Linked DNA regions of Mus musculus: regions 1, 3 and 4 are each linked to region 2. The links are chromatin contacts, called in public Hi-C and HiChIP or PLAC-seq maps. All regions are on one chromosome and are shown on one strand. The core of a region is the stretch at or near the end of the contact, and the rest is flanking DNA. Distances in the headings are between cores, read along the strand shown. Region 1 has its middle 43 kb from the start of 4930549C15Rik. Region 2 has its middle 89 kb from the start of Gm29835. Region 3 has its middle 61 kb from the start of Gm29835. Region 4 has its middle 150 kb from the start of Gm29835.

Evidence for each region. HiChIP or PLAC-seq counts read pairs in DNA pulled down with a chosen protein or histone mark. A called contact is a pair of places that touch in the nucleus more often than the background predicts.
Region 1: a contact with region 2 is called in a Hi-C map of regulatory T cells, with 2.7 times the contacts expected there. The contact joins two enhancer-like sites. A contact is called at or near these places in 1 of 39 promoter capture datasets (hippocampal neurons), 1 of 15 datasets of contacts at CTCF or cohesin (large pre-B cells), 36 of 484 Hi-C or Micro-C datasets (B cells, the HPC-7 cell line, the N1E-115 cell line and 21 more) and 5 of 115 datasets of contacts at active chromatin or transcription factors (bone marrow-derived dendritic cells, differentiating embryonic stem cells, embryonic forebrain and 2 more).
Region 3: a contact with region 2 is called in a BATF HiChIP or PLAC-seq map of CD8 T cells, with 9 read pairs. The contact joins two enhancer-like sites. A contact is called at or near these places in 1 of 15 datasets of contacts at CTCF or cohesin (CD8 T cells), 3 of 484 Hi-C or Micro-C datasets (Th1 cells, nephron progenitors and pre-B cells), 3 of 115 datasets of contacts at active chromatin or transcription factors (CD8 T cells, effector CD8 T cells and memory CD8 T cells) and 1 of 9 other capture datasets (embryonic stem cells).
Region 4: a contact with region 2 is called in a CTCF HiChIP or PLAC-seq map of CD8 T cells, with 6 read pairs. The contact joins two enhancer-like sites. A contact is called at or near these places in 2 of 15 datasets of contacts at CTCF or cohesin (CD8 T cells and large pre-B cells), 1 of 484 Hi-C or Micro-C datasets (cerebellum) and 2 of 115 datasets of contacts at active chromatin or transcription factors (CD8 T cells and stem cell-derived neural progenitor cells).

What each region holds. Positions count from the first base shown.
Region 1 is chr12:26,301,667-26,304,822 of GRCm38.p6, forward strand. No RefSeq gene overlaps it. Among named protein-coding and RNA genes, the nearest start is that of 4930549C15Rik, 43 kb to the right of the region's middle. Within about 2 kb of position 1,330, at least 14 of the 459 cell types and tissues checked have an H3K27ac peak or open chromatin away from gene starts, as enhancers often do. A contact at or near this core is called in regulatory T cells, where this site is marked.
Region 2 is chr12:26,067,058-26,069,963 of GRCm38.p6, forward strand. No RefSeq gene overlaps it. Among named protein-coding and RNA genes, the nearest start is that of Gm29835, 89 kb to the left of the region's middle. Within about 2 kb of position 1,479, at least 104 of the 459 cell types and tissues checked have an H3K27ac peak or open chromatin away from gene starts, as enhancers often do. A contact at or near this core is called in CD8 T cells, Th1 cells, cerebellum and 3 more, where this site is marked.
Region 3 is chr12:25,916,703-25,919,651 of GRCm38.p6, forward strand. No RefSeq gene overlaps it. Among named protein-coding and RNA genes, the nearest start is that of Gm29835, 61 kb to the right of the region's middle. Within about 2 kb of position 1,534, at least 26 of the 459 cell types and tissues checked have an H3K27ac peak or open chromatin away from gene starts, as enhancers often do. A contact at or near this core is called in CD8 T cells, Th1 cells, effector CD8 T cells and 1 more, where this site is marked.
Region 4 is chr12:25,828,844-25,831,826 of GRCm38.p6, forward strand. No RefSeq gene overlaps it. Among named protein-coding and RNA genes, the nearest start is that of Gm29835, 150 kb to the right of the region's middle. Within about 2 kb of position 1,573, at least 5 of the 459 cell types and tissues checked have an H3K27ac peak or open chromatin away from gene starts, as enhancers often do. A contact at or near this core is called in CD8 T cells and cerebellum, where this site is marked.

The DNA of each region.
Region 1 (3,156 bases), core at 80-2,579, 230 kb after region 2:
ATCTTGTGATTTCTTTCTGTTCTCTGAGGACTCGCCACACAGCCCAGGCTGGCCTCAAACTCATGGCAAACCTGCTCCAGCCTCTCATCTCCTCCATCATTTACCTCCTTCCAAGTTGCTCCTCCAGGGAGCACTCTCTGTGTTGCATATGATCTCTGAAGAGATTGACTCCACCCACGGACCCCTTGGCAGAATTCTATGAGAAGATGTTGTCATCTTCAAATTCCATCCATCCATCCATCCATCCATCCATCCATCCATCCATCCATCCCATGTGACTGTGGAAGTGCTGGTAGCCAGGTACTCAATGGATGGGTAGCAGGCAGAATTTGAGTTCTCCACAGTATCGGGAAGTGTAAGGTCTTCTCTTCAGTTTCCATAGGACAGATGGGAGTGCCTTCCTCCTCACAGATGCAAAGCTGGTGTCCTCGCCCTTTACCCTGATGCCTTAGCACTCATTATCCTCTCTAGTTTAAATGTGACACGAACGCCCTTGGGCTTGTGTGCTTGAGCAGGTGGTCCCAGGTGCTGGTGCTTCCTGGAATCATTAGGAGGCGAAACTTGGCTGGAGAAGGTGGGACACCGAGAACGAGTTATAGCTGGTTGTGCTTCTTGGTCTACTCAGATATAAAAAGTCTTAGATGTAAACACCCAGCACCATTAACCTGCCCAGTCCAGCACCCCTCTTTGTCATAACCAAACCTAAAACATGAACCCTATTTTTGTAAGTTTTTACAATGTTTTGTAAATTTGGACAGATTTCTTGCATGCATGAGGATGATATGAACAAAGGGGACTGGGAGGGCTCTGCAAGGCTTGGTCAGGCCCCGAGTGGAATTTCAATGGACAGAAGGTAGAAAGCAATTGTGTATTTGGGGGACAATAGTACAGACGTCAGACAACCTATTAGTGTGGCCTGAAATGTGGCCTTCCCCCACTCAAGGGTCACTTCATGATTCTTTCCCCGGTGGACTGCAGGTTATACTGAACAGCAAGCAGGTAAGTGGGCCTATTTGGAACATGATTCAGCCACTCAAGTGCATAGAGGACTTCAAGGACTTTGGGCTGACGACGCATCAGAGAGAGCATGGAGAAGATCATCAGAACAGAGGTGAGGAGTCAGCAAGATGGGCTTGGAGGCCTGAGGTGCGTCCATATGAAACGGAAGAGGTCCTGGGTAGTTAGCATCTTGGGTAGGTCCTGAAGTGTAGCCAGATGAGGGGCTTCAGTGTACTGCATCTTCATTGAAGAACACAGTGCCTGCCATCTCATGTTTGGCATCATCAATTGTACTGTTCATTCGTGCCTGTCATAAAAATGCTGTGTCTGGGGACTGTCTCCCTTTAAACACTCTGGGCTTTCCCCACAGTGTGCATCCTCCGCAGGTGCATTTGTGGTTATTTTGCAAAAACGGAAACTTGCTTTGTTGTAACTTTCCCTCTGGGGTGGGGGGTCTCTTTCCATTGTCTCTGTCTCCTAATTGGTATTTGTTATAAATCCCAGTTTAGTCTCATCTGCAAGCTTCATTATGGTGCTGATTACCCCTTTGTCGTTAATAAAAACATTCCGTGATTATTTACCATCCATTGTGCACTCACAATGCCTTAGGAGCTCTGCAGAGGAGCACATTCCACTCTGGGCAGCCTCATTTTCTCATTCCTGAAAGGTTCTCCTCAAATGTCTGAGCACAATTGGGCTTTTGTCCTTTTGTGGATCCCAAATGAATTATGATTGAGGATATGTACGCTGGGTGGACTCTGCAAGCCAAATCCTCAGAGTCTCACGGAAGGGAGTCTACCTGCCTAACTGGGAGTTCCTCACTGACTGTAAAGAATCTGCAGTTAAGAATCTGTGCATGAGGACTTGTGGTATATGGTTCAGTCCATAACGTGCCCACTGTACAAGCATGATAAACCGAGTTCAGATCTCCAGCACCCACTTAAAGGCCAAATATAGCAGCATGTGTAGATAGCCTGGTGTTATGGGAAAGAGATAGGTGGATGCCAGAAGCTCATGTCTCCATCAGCCTAGTTGATTCAGTGAGCTCCTGATACATTTGCTGGGGCAGTGTTCTCTGCACCATGCTGCCAGGGAAAGGCAGAATTATAACTTCCCAAAAACTGAACACCAGGAACTCATGAATGTGTGACCTTGTCAGCAGAATGGTCTTTCTGATGATCAAGGTGAGTTTCTCCGTGTGGCCATAACTGTCAATCACAGGCACATGGGGGAGAATACCACATGCTGTTGGAGACAGAATAGGATTACATATATATATATATATATATATATATATATATATATATATATATATATATATATATGTGTGTGTGTGTGTGTGTGTGTGTGTGTCTGTGTTTATGTGTACGTGTACATATATGTACACACATACACACATACCAGCTGGAGAAGGTCAAGGGCTGTTAGATACTACTACCAAGAGGAAACAAAGATACATGAGTGATTCTTCAACACAGTCCTCAGAAGGTTCCAACCCTGAAGACACTTTCATCTGGGCCTTCCTGGCTACCAATCTGTGAGACAATGACTATAGGCTGTTCTACCTACATGGTGTGGTCCTTTCTTACAGCACCCAGGAAGCTCCACATCCCCTCAGAATCTTGACAAAGAAAGCCAAGTTTCTGTGCCACCCTAAGGTCACACTGGAGTAACTTTATTGCCAGCATACACATAAGATCAAGCCACTTGCCTGTGTTTGTCAGACTGGGCCTCTTCTTCAACACTCATTTCCTCGGTTAACGCCTATCCATCTGCAAGACCTAGCTCATGCATGGCATCCCCTGGACATCTTTCTAGACCTCCAAGGGCTGAGTGTCCATGTCCATGCCATACCAAAGCTGCCATGCACCTGTCATTCCTTATTCCAAGAACTGACTTCTGCTTCCCTCTTCAGACAAAGCTCTGTGACGGGCAGTATCATAAGTCGATGGTTAATCTTGAATGCCAACTAGACAGAATTTGAGGAGTCTCTAGGCAAGGCTGGGAGCCTTTCTAGACTGTGTTCACTGGGTGGGGAGTGATGGTGGTGGAGGCACTGTGCACTAACACTCACTTCTTTCTGACTTCAGATGCAGTAGGACAAGTGCCTCATGGTCTTATGACCCTGAGTCCCTCACCATCATGGATGGTACTCTT
Region 2 (2,906 bases), core at 229-2,728:
CTTCTGGATATATGCCCAGGAGAGGTATTGCTGGATCCTCCGGTAGTACTATGTCCAATTTTCTGAGGAAGTGCCAGACTGATTTCCAGAGTCGTTGTACAAGCTTGCAATCCCACCAACAAAGGAGGAGTGTTCCTCTTTCTCCACATCCTCGCCAGCATCTACTGTCACCTGAATTTTTGATCTTAGACCAATGGAATAGAATTGAAGACCCAGAAATGAACCCACACACCTATGGTCACTTGATCTTTGACAAGGGAGCTAAAACCATCCAGTGGAAAATAGACAGCATTTTCAACAAATGGTGCTGGCAGAACTGGCAGTAGCTCCCTTTTATATTGCACGGCTGCACAGGTATACTATTTAGGTGCCTCTGAGATGAAGAATGCCAAGGTCTAGTCCCCACAACAATTCTCATCAGACAAGCAGGGCTGGGGCACATCTCAAACAAGTTTGCACAACAGAGGGTGTGAAGGGGCGAGGGGCAGACTACCTGGCATCAAACCTGGCTTTATCAGCACCATCCACAGTGGGAAATCCTCGTGTCTGCCTCCTTGGATGAAAACAGGGATTAGACCCATCTGGTATTGAGGGGAGTTAATGAAATTAAGGCACCTGGCATTTACTGAACACTTCTTTAAGGCAGGCAAAGCACCATAGAGAAATGTCATAGCTATTCAGAGAAGACAACTGGGCTGCAAGGCTGGACAGCCCAGACCAGCTCTGACAAGATGGATAAGATATATACAGGCAGGGACACTCATGATATTCACAGAGTTTTCCACACATAGGGATGGAGGTTCACAGATCTCTCTGGGGATACACTGAGGTGTTCAAGAAGCTGAGTTAGTTCAAATCGTCTGATGGTGGGCAGAATGTCGGCACCTGCCCAGTACACCTCTCATCAAATCTGGCATCTTCTTCTCATTATCTACAGGATTCCAGCTTCCAGTATTGTGGACCCAGGGCTGTGTGTTCCTTACAGTGCACTCTAGGGATCTGTATGCCTAATACAGGCAGCGCTAACATAGGCTCTGGGGGTCTGGATTGGAGCTGGGACCTCCAATCCACACCTGCGTTGACATCACCAGGCCTCACCTGCCGGAGCGGAAGGCCTGAGGATCTTGGGGCGCTGGGGGCGGGGGCCATCTGCTCCAGCCCCACAAATGAGTCCTTCTCCCAGAGAGTGAGAGCCGGTTGATTAAAATGCAGCCCGCTGCCAGAGGGCGAGGCGCGCAGCTGGACAGCAGCTTCTCCGGAGCATTTGCAAAAGCCTCTCTCACAGCTGGAGCGACAGTTGCCCCTGCGCCACTGGCCGGCCATTGTGAACTGCAAAGAGTCCTTCTTTGGGCGGAAGCAGAAGTTCACCCAGCTGTCAAATATTTGAAATGTAAAAAGCTCAGGGTGCTGGGGGAAGGGAGAAGACACAGACCACGTCAGAGGAAATGCAAGCTGCCCAGGGGTGGAGGAAGCCGTGGGCTGAGAGTTCACTTTGAGCAATCAATAAGGCCTTCAGAGTCAGAAGAGTAAGACAGTTCCGGAGAGGGCAGAGCCGCCAGAGGCTCAGGATGGCAAGAGCCAGCCGGGGCTGGAAGCTACTCAGATCGCCCCAGCCCCAGTGGTGACAGGGCTTCTGAAGGACAGATGGCATTTCCTGGATCCCTCTTGGCTGCTCCCCTCCTACCGACAGGGTGGTTCCTCTGTAGAACACCTGCTCTGGCTTCATACCCTTTACATTGCACTGTAAAGCTGGGACCCAAAGCATCACTCGGGGCGTGAACCTATAGTGCAGCCTCCCTTCCTGTCTCTGGGTACCACTTCCTTCTCTCCTTGGCTTCCCTTGCTCTCTGGGCAGTCTTCAAAACAAGCTTGGGGTCCAGATCCCTTGCTTATCACAGGACCAGCACAGAGCATCGATTGGTTTTGCTTCCATTTACAGTCCTTAACATTTTAAAACTCCGTATTGACTGTGGCAAAAACTTCTTTATGTAATCCACTAGGAAAGGGTAAAGCTGTCAAACCTGCTAGAATTCCCAGGTCCAGCACAGCAGGCTGATGAAGACCCATGCAGCTATGCTTACACACTCTACTCCAAGTTTCTGAATCCTAAGAGTACCTGAGCAGGCTTTGGGCCAAGCAGGATATCTCTCTTGGGCAGTAGAGGAACCCGAGATGTGTCCCCATCAAAGGCAGGTTCTCTTATTGTCACACTTTTGATTGGCTTGTCTGCACTTTGCAGCCTGCTTGGTGGCTTAGTCTTGCTTCTGTTCCTACACACACACACACACACACACACACACACACACTAAAGCAGGCCTCTTTGCATTTGAGGGTTTTGTTTCTCCCTCTCTGTCTCTGTCTCTGTCTCTCTGTCTCTCTCTGTCTCTCTCTCTCTCTCTCTCTCTCTCTCTGTGTGTGTGTGTGTGTGTGCGCGCGCGCGTGTGTTATCAGGCTTCTTCTTATAAAAAAATGCATAACTATATACTAGTCCCTGTTCACAAAGTCATCACGGTCCACAACATGACCTAAGTGGAACTCACGGAGGTCCTGTCTACCCTCAGCAGTCTCCAGAGGGTTCTGGTTAGCCTGTCTCCACCCTTCTCTGGAGTTGCTACCTGCCACTTCCAGGCTTTACTTAAATCTCATCCTGAAATGTTGGAGTTCAAGAGAAGAGAGATGCAGAGAGCTGTTACCTATCCCAGAGGAGCCAAAGACCACATGTCCATCATAGCGGGCCTGCAAAGCAGGCCTCCCCTCTCTTGAAATGTTCTTGAGGTCTTTACAACGTCTGAACACTGGAGAGGAGCCACACCTGCATTTCTCTTGGGAATGTTCCTCATTTTATCAATGAAATCCAAACAGAATGGATAAGTTCGTATTGGAGAACGGAGCTTGAAGGCAGAAAG
Region 3 (2,949 bases), core at 284-2,783, 150 kb before region 2:
TGGAAGGGCATAGTGTGTAGGCTCATCTTCCATAACCATGGAGGAGAAATGGCCTTCACAGCACTGCTGCCATTTCTACTTCCCAGTTAGTGCTGTCTCCCTTCCAGAGCAGGCCCATTTGATCCCTATGTTGCATCTGGCTTCCATAAGAGGGTGTGCGGTGGCCAGCACACTGCTGAAGCAGCAACAGTAGTTCCAGAATACATAATGTATTACACAGCAGTGGGCTTCTACCGGAGTGCCAGGGAGTCTGAGATGAGTTTCCTTTCTCTCTTGTTAAATATCTCCCTAATACAAAAACATACGTATCGTGAACGAATCTTTCATGCCATAGCTACGACCTTACCACCAGCCATCATTCAGATGATAATGGAACGCTGATGATATTAGGGGTGTGGCGGGGAAATGAATGAGCTGTTTACTCACCCAGGCAGTGCTCAGAATCTCTGGGTTGGAACTGAAATGGGACAGTGCTTGCCATAAGATGAGCTGTCCAGATTTTCAGCTTTCAGCATAATGGCTGGTTTGATGACTGTTTTACTTATTTTCAAAGACAATTTGGACTCTGTCCTCTCAAAGGGTCACCACTGAATGTCCATTTCATATGGTGGGGAGTCATTTTTGGATTTACTGTGTGGAAGAGTCTGTGTAGCTTTTGCTTTGGAGATAACTTCTTCAAAAGTAGACTACACGATTCCTTTCCTGTCTTAGCTGGGGGTGGGAGGGTTGAAATCCTTGTTAAGTGTAAAACCTGGGTGATGGGACTTTGTCAACAGTGCTACAGGACTGTCACTTGCAGGACTGGAGCTGCAGAACAGAAAGGTTTCTGGGTCACCTTTGCAGCCAGGAGCACAGGGATGTATGCCAAATCTGCCGTGACCACCCAGCTAACAGCTCAGCTCAGCTCAGCATGTGCTGCTAAGAGTCATGACAAATCACACAATTCCTTTCAAGTCTTTCAGGATCAGACATCAGAAATAGTTACTCTTTTAATTAAAATGGTCCTTTGACAATTTGATGCATGGATATAATGCATTCTGATGAGCCTTACCCCCAACTCTCCCCTATGTCGCTCTGAAAAATTCCTTTCCCACATTCATGTCTTCTGGGTTTTGGCTGCCTGTGACCACAGGTTTGAAGTTATTCATTGGAGCCGGTGGGCTCAACAGTGAGCATACATCTGAAGACTGTCAGTAGCCAATAGTTTACCCGCTTTTATTTTGAGACATCTCTCACTAAAGTCCTTGATCTCTACAATCTCATGCAGGCTTTGAACTTTTACCCTCAGTAATTGGGTATTCCTTCCAGTAGTTGGAATCACAAGGCTGTGTGTCCAGGCCCAGCTTTCTCCTTGACTCATTCATTAAGGGCAAGTGTATCAGTGCTGCCCTCACCTCTAGAGTCAGATGGGGCTTTCTTCCTCTCAGGAAGTTCCTGGTACGAATGAAGAAGAGAGGAACAACTGAGTGTGAATAAGCATAAGGAAATGCATGTGTGTAACTGTGGGGCTGCACTCCTGGTATCAGCAGGGGCTACATTTCCTCACTGCCTGGGGTTTCATGACTGAGCTACATGGAGCAGAACCCCCTAACTGTCTCTGAAACCCTTCCTCATTCAAACAAACACCAAAGTAAAAGAAATAGCTAGTGACCACTTCTAAAAACAAATCAAGATGGAGCTCTGTACTGACTAAATGTTTTGTTTTTGTTTTTGTTTGGTTTTGTTTGGTTTTGTTTGGTTTTGTTTTTTACAAATGATGAACTAATTAGGCTCTCGAAGAGAAAGATCAATGATAGCCACTAACGAATTAGAATGTTTATCATGATATACTACAATAAAAGTTGTTTTAAAACTACAAACCGTTTCTAGAACTTTCTGTCTGTAGTTCAAGCTATGTAAAGTGAAACTGGATCTGAGGTTTGCTGAACCCTTCACAGGATGTGGGGGTCTCAGCTGAAAGGCAATCCTGCTGGTTTCTGTGCAGTGGAGATGAGAGCAGAGTCACTGTGGAGGGCACATCCTCTTCCCAGGAAGCTCTTCGTTATTCTCTCTCCCTCTACTCTTCTGTGCCCACTCAGGGCAGAAGTCAAGATGGAGACAAAGGGCTTTAAGTGGCCACAGCTTTGGGCTCCTGACACCTGTTGCTCTTGGTTCACTCTCAACAGTGAAAGCAGGAAGGACTCCTGGGGAAGTGAGCTCCTTCAATCTCTGACACATTCTCTTCTTACCTTTGCCTTGGTCGTGAGATCTTACCACAGCAATAAGCAAGTAAGGAAGATCCCAATTCAGAAGTCTTACAACTCATACAAAGAGCAGCTTCCTGCAGCGGTTAATGCTGATGATTAGGTGACAAAATGGGGTTGACTTTGGAGGAAGCCAGTGTCACCATCATTTGTTAACTTGGGGTGTGCAGTGAAGTTCCCTGATTCAGCCACACCCAAGAGCAAGATCCTGGAGATGACTGGTTGATTGTTAGGGCTTCCTTTCTCTAGAACACAGGATGCTGCTGACTGAGAGCCAGCCTTGGCTTATCCTTAGTTCCCTTAATAGCTATTTATGGGCAGCCCTTGTATACGGCCTAACATCCTTTTGATTATCAAGTAAACCTTTGAAATATATTAACTTAGCAGACTAATGGCCTCTACTAAGACCACAGCTAAGAACATTATCAGAAAACATTTGAGGTCCATATCAGAGACTTCCCTGTTTTGGTGTGCCATACCTACCTGGTATTTTACACCAATGTATTTGGTAATCACCTTGATTTATGACTTTCTTTTGATCTGTGAATATAAAATTTGCATGTAACTGCCTCTGTGGTAGAATATTTTATTTGGAATATCCTGGGTTGTAGCCACTCATATTTCTCTCAGAATATACTTCCTCTTACTCATTTTGGAGAAGGGTTGCATTTTATATTGCCACAGGAAAAGGGGCTGGACCAGTTGT
Region 4 (2,983 bases), core at 323-2,822, 240 kb before region 2:
GGCAGAGTGCACGTGCCCAGGGCAACTCTCTTAAACACATGCCTGGAAAATACAACGGAGAAATTGACTTGCCCATATTTCTCTGGACCATCTTCTTTAGATCGCTGAGTCAAATGATCAAATGAGAGCCCACTTCCCAGGCCACCCCTTCCTCTGAAGCTACAGCTTGCCTTCCATTCAGATGTTCCTCTCTGCACCACACTGCTTTTCTCCAGGGCCTTGGGAAGTGGGAAGTCCTCCTGCATACTTCTGGCAGGTAGAGTAAAGGCATCTGCTTCCTCTCTGGGTATGTTAAGGTAACATCATTTTTTTTTTCTTCAGATTCCCAGGCCCCATAAGGCCAAGGCTGCTGGATGAAACACGGGTGTCTTCGCATCAGTAGGAGATTAGTTTTTTTTTTTTTCTTTGTCTCACTCCCTGCATCTTTGGATTTTCATTTTTGCTCTTCTCCATGTTTGACTCTCAAAAGCTCATTGGTGTTTGTGCTTTGGAATTCTCCTTCTCCGTTCCCTATGCTATTGCCTTGGATAAAATCCAAGTTTTATTCCTAAAGGAAAGGGTTCTCAAAGATTTCATCTCTCAGTTTTCAAAACTTCCCAGGCTGATCCCAAATGGCATATTTCAGATGGCACCCTTGTCTGCCTAGCTGGGTTAGGTTTAGAACTTTGAGCTTGTTTTGCTTCTTTGTGCTTTTTAGGACTTTTTATAGAGGCTGATCGAGTCCTCCAATTAATTAGTATTTTAGAGAATGTGTTTCAATTTCCCTTATTTATTCCTGTAGAAATCTAAGCTTAAAGCATTAAGAGTCAGACAACAACAGTGACATCAATAATAATAAAGCTTCATTTTAAGCTCCCTGGGGACATGAACCCTTTCCTAGCTTCTGACATTTAGTAGCTATGCATTCAAAGTCCCGTGAATGGCACTGAAGGAACATGATTGATATTTATCCTTTCCTGTCGTTGTTGGAAGGGACCTGAGACCTTTTCTGGTTAGAGGTGACTCCAATGCAGGGACAGAACTGAATAATCAGAATTCACACATGTGCTGGGGCAGGGCCAGGGTCTTCATTAATATCTCTGTGTTTCAAGATTCCTCCATCCTTTGCTTCAGCCAGGCTGCTCGCCCAAGCTGTATTTCATTCTCTTTCATAACACATATTTTAAAAATGAGCAGTAATATGGATGTTAGGAGTTTGAAACATTGCTGTCTTTCATGAGGCCGTGTAGTCTGCGGGCAATGGGGAGAAAGTCTCCCATAATGAAAGAGCTGGATTGGGTTTCCTGATGGCCAGCCCCTCTCCTCTCCTAACAACCATCTGGATGTCTGCATGGAGGCCAGATTGCCTGTTATGTCCACCAAGTGAGCTGCCGTGCCCTGGAACAGCAACATAGAAAACAGCAACCCCAGAAGCCTGTCATCTCCCTGTCATCCCTGTGGCAGTCAGCATTCTTCCAACTTTCAGACACTGAGTTCATCTCTGTGAATTTGGAGAGTGACAGCTGTGGAGATCGTGGGGGCAGGTGGAGAGGGTCGGGCCAGCAGATGCATTTGGACAAGTCTCAGATGAGGTGGCGAAGAGGCAGGGTTCCAGCTGAGGAAACCACAAGGCGCCATCTCCGGGGTTCTCTGCACACTCACTTAAGAAAACAATACCTGCTTATTGGTTGAATAGTAGTTTCCTTTCTCCACTTCACTTTATTGAATAGAAGGTGGGAGATTGGGGCCCTTTGTGTGCTGCTCCAAGCTCTGCAATTCCTTCCCCTTTGTTTCTGAGAATAAGCAAATCATGGAAAGGCTGAAAAGTCTCTTTCTTTAAGAAAAAGAGAGAGTGCTGGCATGATTTGGTGTTTAATTGGGGTTTCTTGTCTGTTCTGGATTAGTGGGTCCTCCCTCGCCTGGAATGTGGGTGTTGTGACTGACTCTCAAGTTTCTTCCTAAGTTGTGATGAGTTGTTGTGAATTGTTCAGCAGCGCTAGCCTTTCTAGAGCTGAGAGCTCAGTTACCAACACACAAACACACAAATATTTCCACACATAAAATGGTAGCCACTTACCAAGTCAGTTGGAGTAATTTTGCATCACAGACCTGAGTTTTATGCCCATTCATAAAATAGCCTTCTCCAAAGCACCCAGTGGTATATGTTTGACACAATACTACACAGGGGAAACAGCTAGCAGGTCATTTCATTTACCTGAAAAAGTCATTATATTTTTATTATTATTGTGATTACATATTACCACTAATATGTAACCCCCTGTCACAGAAAAGGGGGTAGTGCATTCTCAGGTAACTTGGTAGTGCAAAGTCAGAAGTCTCTGACTGCCTTCAGGACTTGGCCTGCAGTCGACTTTTTGGTTGGAGTATGGTGTGGGCATGGTTTTATGTTGACATAGGAAGAATTTATGGGTTTCTCAGACAAAAGTCTCGTGAGTTAGGATTATTACTCCTCACAGCTGGGATAATGTACCTTGACAAGAGCTACTTGAGGAAGGGAAGGATTCTTTCGGTGGTTCATTATGGAAGGAAGGCATAGAGGTTGCTGACCACAATGGATCTGCAGTCACGAAGCAGAGAAAGAGGAATGTGGGGAATCTGTTCCCTCTTTTCTTTTTACTGAATTTGGAACCCCACCCATGGAATAGTACTCTCTATAATCTTTGCGCTTCAGTTAACCTAATCTAGAAGCTCTCTTAAAGACACACCCAAAAGCTGGTTTCTAAATCCTCCCAAGTTAGCAATCAAGTTGAGAATCCTAGCAGGAGGCTAGCTTACTTACATAATGAACACCTACTCTTCTGTTCCCTCACACTTATATACTGGATAGTCACAACATGCAGTTGCATACTCAACACACAGATATCTGCCTGAATTTAAGTAGTTTGCATTATAGGGAGTTACAGATGTGATTGTCTACAGGTGTTCTTTCACTTCAGCTGCTAACCCTTCTTCAATTTGACCTCAGGCATTTAGTCCTAGCATC